Regions from separate parts of the Sus scrofa genome. Here region 1 is linked to region 2. A link is a contact called in public HiChIP or PLAC-seq data. All regions are on one chromosome and are shown on one strand. Each heading gives the region's core, a stretch centred on a gene start, on an enhancer-like site or on the middle of the called end of the contact. The rest is flanking DNA. Distances are from core to core; before and after follow the strand shown. Region 1 has its middle 44 kb from the start of ARPIN. Region 2 holds the start of AP3S2 (adaptor-related protein complex 3, sigma 2 subunit).

Region 1 (3,497 bases), core at 869-3,368, 64 kb before region 2:
ACAGAGACAACTCTAGATTCTTATTAGTCTGGAGATAGCACAGAGGAATCTACATAATAAATGTCTTCCTCCAATATATTTACCTTTCCACAATGTGCCACCCTAGGAGATCAGAGTCCCATCGCTTTGGTCATTTCTTTATAATTTATTGTTCCTCTGTCAAGATGCTATAAAAGTTCACATTTTTCTTTTTGTGTCTTTTGTCTTTTTAGGGCTGCACCACGGCATATGGAAGTTCCCAGGCCAGGGGTTGAATCAGAGCCACAGCTTCTGGCCTACACCACAGCCACACCAACACCAGATCCGAGCCATGTCTGTGACCTACGCCACAGCTCACAGTAATGCTGGATCCTTAACCCACTGAGCAAGGCCAGGAATCGAACCTGAGACTTCATGGTTCCTAGTCAGATTAGTTTCCACTGTGCCACGACGGGAACTCCTAAGGGTCCAGATTTTAAACCACTTCTTTGAGTACTCCAGTGTTTATGCATGATGCACATGTTAGTAAACTTAGGTTTATTTTTCTCTTGTTGGTTTGTCTTCTGTCAGACTATTTTACAGGGCCCCAGCCAACGAACTTCAGATGGGTTGAGGAAAAACGTTTTTCTCCTCCTGCAATGTTTTGGTAACGAACGAACAGAGAAGGCTGGGATACCCAACTTGCTCTGAAAACTGCTGATTAGTTCTTGGGACAACAGATAAAAGCTGGCAAAAGGTGGAGTTCCCAGCATGACGCAGCGGAAACAACTCCGACTAGGAACTATGAGGTTTCGGGTTTGATCCCTGGCCTCCTTCAGTGGGTTAAGGATCGGGTGTTGCCACGAGCTGTGGTGTAGGTCACAGACGAGGCTCAGATCCCAAGTTGTTGTAGCTGTGGTGTAGGCCGGCAGCTGTAGCTCTGATTCAACTCCAGCCTGGGAACCTCCATATGCTTCAGGTACGGCCCTAAAAAAAGAAAAAAGTTAAAACAAACAAAAAATGAATACTTTCCATTGCCACTCTCCTGGATGTCTGTCTGTACTGTCTGGTTGGGAGAGGAAGGCAAGAAGTTCTCCTTGTTCTCTTTGTCCAAATGTAGATTAATAGGAGAACACATTTGTGTAAACTAATTCTTTGGGTATGTGCAGCTTTGAGTGTTTGTTATTGATCCAATTCTCTCCCAAAGGGAGACGTAATTTTCCTTTGTCTTTGGTATAATTTGTAATAATGGGAAGAAGCATAAGGTAAAACATGAGCACAGGAGTTCCCGTTGTGGCTCAGCGGTAGCAAGCCTGACTAGTATCCATGAGGATGCGATTTCGATCCCTGGCCTTGCTCAGTGGGTTAAGGATCCATCATTGCCTTGAGCTGTGATGTAGGCTGGCAGCTCCAACTTGACCCCCTAGCCTGGGAACCTCTGTACGCCAAAACACAAAAACACAAAACACAAAAACGAAAACACAAAAACAAAACAAAACAAAATAAATAAATAAATGGATTTTTTAGAGAGACCTCTCATCTTAAACAAATGTCATATTGGCACCTATGGAAATATCATAGGTGCTATCATAGGTATATCTCGTGTGGAGGACACAAGAAAAGGATATTACAATTAGCCTGAGTGACTCCCTTAAATTTAAAAAGCAAAAATCAGACTTTGAACACAAGTTAAAAATTACAAAAGGTGGAGTTCCCATTGTGGCTCAGGGTAATGAACCCGACAAGAATCCATGCGGTTGTGGGTTCAGTCCCTGGCCTTGCTCAGTGGGTTAAGGATCTGGTGTTACCATGAGCTGTGGCTTGGGTCCCACATTTCTGTGGCACAGGCCAGCAGCTGTGGCTCTGATTCAGCCCCTACCCTGGGAACCTCCATATGCCACAAGCACAGCCCTAGAAAGCAAAAAGAAAAAAAAATTACAAAAGACACTCAGGCAGGCATGAAATGTATGTAAATGCTGATAGCCAGGAAAGCGAGAAAAAGAAGAAATTAAAACCAAGAGTTATTGCCTTACAAATTGAGTTTTTACAAAAATGGCTCTAAACCATGACTCGGCTTCCTGTTTTCTACTCTAGCATGTAAGAAGCTTGGAAGTCTCTACTCTGTCCTAATAAGTAAACAATGGAACAAACTGAAAAAAATCAACAACTCTGCTGAATTCCGTAGGGGAAGTGAGGTCATAGTGCAAACATCTGCCCCTAAAGTTGGAAAGACAAGAGGCGGATATGGAGAATCACATCTTACCAAGGCCACAGCCTCCGTGGGAACCAGTGCCTCGGGAGGAAAACCTGAGCTATGGTGTAATTGACAAATTGCTGGACACTCACTTTGATGGTTCTGAGAGTTTAAAACTCCGGGAGGACTCTGTCATTGGGAGTTCCCCTAACTTTAGTGAGTTTTATCTCCTAGGTATCTCTAACAGGTTCTCACAGAATATTGGAGAAAAATCCCCTTGCTTCTAGCAAGGCAAGGAGAAAAGGAACCATTTTTTCGTTTGTTTGTCTTTTGTGTTTTTAGGGCTGCACCCAGGGCATATCAGGGTTCCCAGGCTAGGGGTCTAATTGGAGCTGTAGCCGCCAGCCTATGCCACAGCCACAGCAACGCCAGATCCCAGCCATGTCTGTGACCTACACCACAGCTCACGGCAATGCTGGATCCTTAACCCACTGAGCAAGGCCAGGGATTGAACCCCCAACCTCATGGTTCCTAGTCGGATTCATTTCCGCTGAACCACGATGGGAACTCCAGGAACCATTTTGAAATAGAGCATTCTGGAGTTCCCCAGTAAGTCAGCAGCTTAAGGATCCAGCAGTGTCACAGCATGTGTTTGCTCCTGAGCCCAGGAACTTAAACGTGCCAAAGGCCAAAAAAAAGGAAAGAAAGAAAAGAAATAGAGCATTCTAGTCTTTATTTTTTGCTTTTTAGAGCCGCACCTGTGGCATAAGTGTTTCCAGGCTAGGGGTCAAATCGGAACTATATCTGCTGGCTTACGCCACAGCCTCAGCCACACCAGATTTGAGCTGCATTTGCAACCTACACCACAGCTTATGGCAATGCCAGATCCTTAACCCTCTGAGTGGGGCCAGGGATCAAACCCAGGTCCTCATGGATACTTGTCAGGTTCATTACCACAGAGCCAAGACAGGAACCCCAGCACTCTCTTCTTAACAAGGTCTGTCCTCAAGTGAAACTAATGAACCAGAGCCTCATCTGCTGGGGTTTTATCAGAGTCTGATTGACCTGGGGGAAGGGAAATATCCAAGGCAGGCTCTAGCCTTCCACCCAGAACGAGTGAAATGCCTAACTCCAGCCCACAGTTGCCATCCTGTCCCACTGAAGTTTGACGTGGAGACCAAGAAGCATGTGTGAAGTTTACAGTTCAGAGGCATTGGCTCACTAAGACTCAGACCTGATCACAGGACTATAAAATGCTTCTCCTCTCCCGGCAATTTAAACCACATTACTTAAGGCCTATTTCCAGTAGTTATTTTTAACCAACACATCATGCCCAGCTACCCAG
Region 2 (3,375 bases), core at 557-3,056:
CGTCTGCAACCTACATCACAGCTCACGGCAACGCCGGATCCTTAACCCACTGAGCAAGGCCAGGGATTAAACCCTCAACCTCATGGTTCCTAGTCGGATTCGTTAACCACTGAGCCACGACGGGAACTCCTCTCTTTTTTTTTTTTAAAGGCCGCACTGTGGCATATGGAGGTTCCCAGGCTAGGGGCAGAATTGGAGCTACAGCTGCCAGCCTACACCACAGCCACAGCAACATCAGATCTGAGCCTCGTAGTCTGCGACCTACACCACAGCTCATGGCAACACTGGATCCTTAACCCACTGAGCAAGGCCAGGGATCGAACCCAAAACCTCATAGTTCCTAGTCAGATTCGTTCCCGCTGCGCCACAAATGGAACTCCATACCATGATTTTTTATAGCTATTTAATATTTCTCAAATGCGCATGGATCAATGCATTTAACCAGTTTCTCATTTTGGAATAACTAGTTTGATTCGTATTTTCCTCTGTGATAATGTTGCTGAGATGTACATTTTTGAGGCTAAATCTTTCCATAATCATTTTATTTTATATATATATATATACATATACATATATATATGTATATGTATATATATATATTTTTTTTTTTTGGTCTTTTGGTCTTTTTTAGGGCCACAGCAGCAGCATATGGAGGTTCCCAGGCTAAAGGTCCAATTGGAGCTTTAGCCACTGGCCTTCACCAGAGCCATAGCAATGTGCCATCCCAGCCCAGTCTGCCACGTACATGGCAGCTTATTGCAAGGCAGGATCCTTAACCCACTGAGCAAGGCCAGGGGTCAACCCGCATCCCAGTGGATGCTAGTCGGGTTTGCTAACCGCTGAGCCACGATGGGAACTCCTTTATTATAAATTCTAAAACTGGAAATACTGAGTCTAATCTATATTTTAAAGGCTTTTGATGCATATTTGCCAACAGACCTCAGGGTAGATGATTCCAATTTGCAGTTCTATCTGCAATATAGGGACGGGCTTCACCTCACCCCCACTAAGTCATTAAAAGAAATTCGCACACATACACACACACGCAAAAGCCAAATTTAAAAAAGAAAGAAAAAAAATACAAAGACTACCGATCTGGGATCGTCAGTACCTATTAAATGGAATTGCATTAAAGATCCCTTAATTCCACCATTCGCTGTCTACCATGGACAGACAGTCCTTTTGCATGAAGAGACCTCTATATAATTCAGCATTTATGTAATACTAAAAACGAACATAAGGTTCCCCAACCGGGAAATGGCTAAATTAGCCTGCATCTGCACACGTGGAATGTTCTGCAGTGTTAAGGGGAAGAAGGCAGGACCGTATGTGTTAACGCCGCCGAGGAGAAATGGAAGATCCCACAGCATCTTCATCTGGGAGCGTGGCTGCTGTTGGGGTTTCTGCCTTTTTGTTTTGTTTTTTTGCCGCGCCATCCTGCGTAAGTGCCTGGGCCAGAGATAGAACCTGCACCGCAGCAGCGACTCAGCCAGATCCTTAATCCACTGAGCGATCTTCATCTGCTTTTCCGACGTGCTCGGCTTTGCGCCTGGCGGGATTCTTAAGCAAACGGTGGGTGTGTACGAAGGGCTAAGAGCCAGGGTGGCGTCTTAGCCAGACCCTAACTGGCCCACCGGCTCTGGCCTAGGGGCCGGACCTCCTCAGCCTCGGAGTCCGCACCAGCCCTCCCGCGGCGAGCCCAGCTCCCGCCCTGCAGTTTTCACCAAGGCGTGCCGGGAGGCCGGACTCTTCGTGGCCCGGCCCCTGGGCGCCGGGACAAGTTTCCGGAGGCCACTCTCAGCAGCGCATCAACCGGAAACGTCTGTGTTGTGGCGGAAGGAGATGCTTTCTGGGAGCAGCCGGTGCTGAAAGAAGCGTGGCGGGCAAAGATGATTCAGGCGATTCTGGTTTTCAATAACCACGGGAAACCGCGGCTGGTCCGCTTCTACCAGCGTTTCGTGAGTGCGGCCTAGCTTCGTCACGACCCTTTGGGGCGCCTGCACCCCCCTCCCTCCCTTTGGCCTGTGCGAAGCGCGCGGGAAAATGCCCGCAGACCTTTTCGGGCTCCTGTGCCATGGGTGACCCCCAGACTCAACCTGCCTCGGCCCCGCTACCCCCGTTCTTTCCTACCCCTTCCAGGACCCCAGCATTTCTGTGCCGTTTTGTGACACTTCTCCAGTGTCTCAAGTGGTGGTTAACAGCTTAAATGGTTGAGGTCGCTTTCACCTTATCGGTTGTCGAGGTGAAACTCACCTCGCAGTTTCACCAGGGAGAAATACGCAGCTTTTTAAAATGGTTTCGCTTTAGCCAGAGGATTTAGAAAAGTGCTTTCTTGGAATTATTTTGCTTCAGTGGAGGCTGGGACTGCCTAGGGACTAGATACCTTTCACTCTGTAGAGTTCAAAGTCAGTTTGGAAAGTGAGAAATGATGAGAAATTATAAATGCAGCCGCGTGAGGGCTCAGTACCTGATGATGTGAATTTGAGTTTTCCAAAAACGTTTCTTTGGGAAGAATAAACGTCATTATTTGCTTCCTGTCCCCCGACGTTTTATTTCTTAAGAGCTAGGTTAAAAATGTAATTGGTGGGTTGGTGAAACCTAGAGGAGAAGTGAGAAAACTTATGTTCAGGTCAAGTTGATAAATCTCTTTCAGATTTTATTTCCTCTTTTGTCAAATAGAAATGAAAAAAATTTTTTTACCTTTTTCATATAATTTTTAGCTAGATTACATTTTATTAAATAATTATATCGGTTTTATGTTAGCATTTAATAACACTTCAATTTGTATTTGCATGTGTGTGTGTGAATTTTTCTGTCAGGGTTTTGCTTTGTTTTGTTTATGACTGTACCAGAGGCATATGGAAACTTCTGGGCGAGGGATTGAATTTGAGCTGCACCTGCCTCAACACCAGATCTTAAAACTCTATTGCATAGGGCTGGGGATCAAACAGGCACCTCCAGAGCAACCCGAACCACTGCAACAGGGTTGTTAACCTATTGCACCACAGCAGGAACTCCCTCCATCAGGTTTTTTAAGGTGTTACTGAGATCTAAGTTACATACTATACATTTCACCTTTAAAAAATATGCAGTGGAATGGCTTTTAGTACTTCACAGAATTATGCAACTATCACCACAATTTTAGGACATTTTCATTATCCAGAAGAGGAACTTCTACCCATTAGCAATCATTCCATATTTCCCCATCAACAACCCCAGCCCTTGGCAACCACTAACCTACTTTCTGTCTCTCTAAATTTGCTTATTCTGGACATTTCATATAACTGGAATCAATATAATATGTGGTCTCTTCTGACTGCCTTTTTTCACTTAGCATGTTTTCAGGGTTCATCCACGTTGTAGCATGTATCGGTT

The links. HiChIP or PLAC-seq counts read pairs in DNA pulled down with a chosen protein or histone mark.
Region 1: a contact with region 2 is called in an H3K27ac HiChIP or PLAC-seq map of alveolar macrophages. The contact joins the enhancer-like site here to the promoter of AP3S2 in region 2. A contact is called at or near these places in 1 of 5 promoter capture datasets (liver), 10 of 47 Hi-C or Micro-C datasets (embryonic fibroblasts, epiblast stem cells, fetal liver and 6 more) and 1 of 2 datasets of contacts at active chromatin or transcription factors (alveolar macrophages).

The regions. Positions count from the first base shown.
Region 1 is chr7:55,525,367-55,528,863 of Sscrofa11.1, reverse strand. No RefSeq gene overlaps it. Among named protein-coding and RNA genes, the nearest start is that of ARPIN, 44 kb to the right of the region's middle. Within about 2 kb of position 2,118, at least 11 of the 83 cell types and tissues checked have an H3K27ac peak or open chromatin away from gene starts, as enhancers often do. A contact at or near this core is called in alveolar macrophages, fetal liver, liver and 2 more, where this site is marked.
Region 2 is chr7:55,460,783-55,464,157 of Sscrofa11.1, reverse strand. AP3S2 (adaptor-related protein complex 3, sigma 2 subunit) reads left to right here and starts at 1,806. Exons shown (of 6, transcript NM_001244548.1): 1 at 1,806-1,958. The coding sequence starts at 1,890.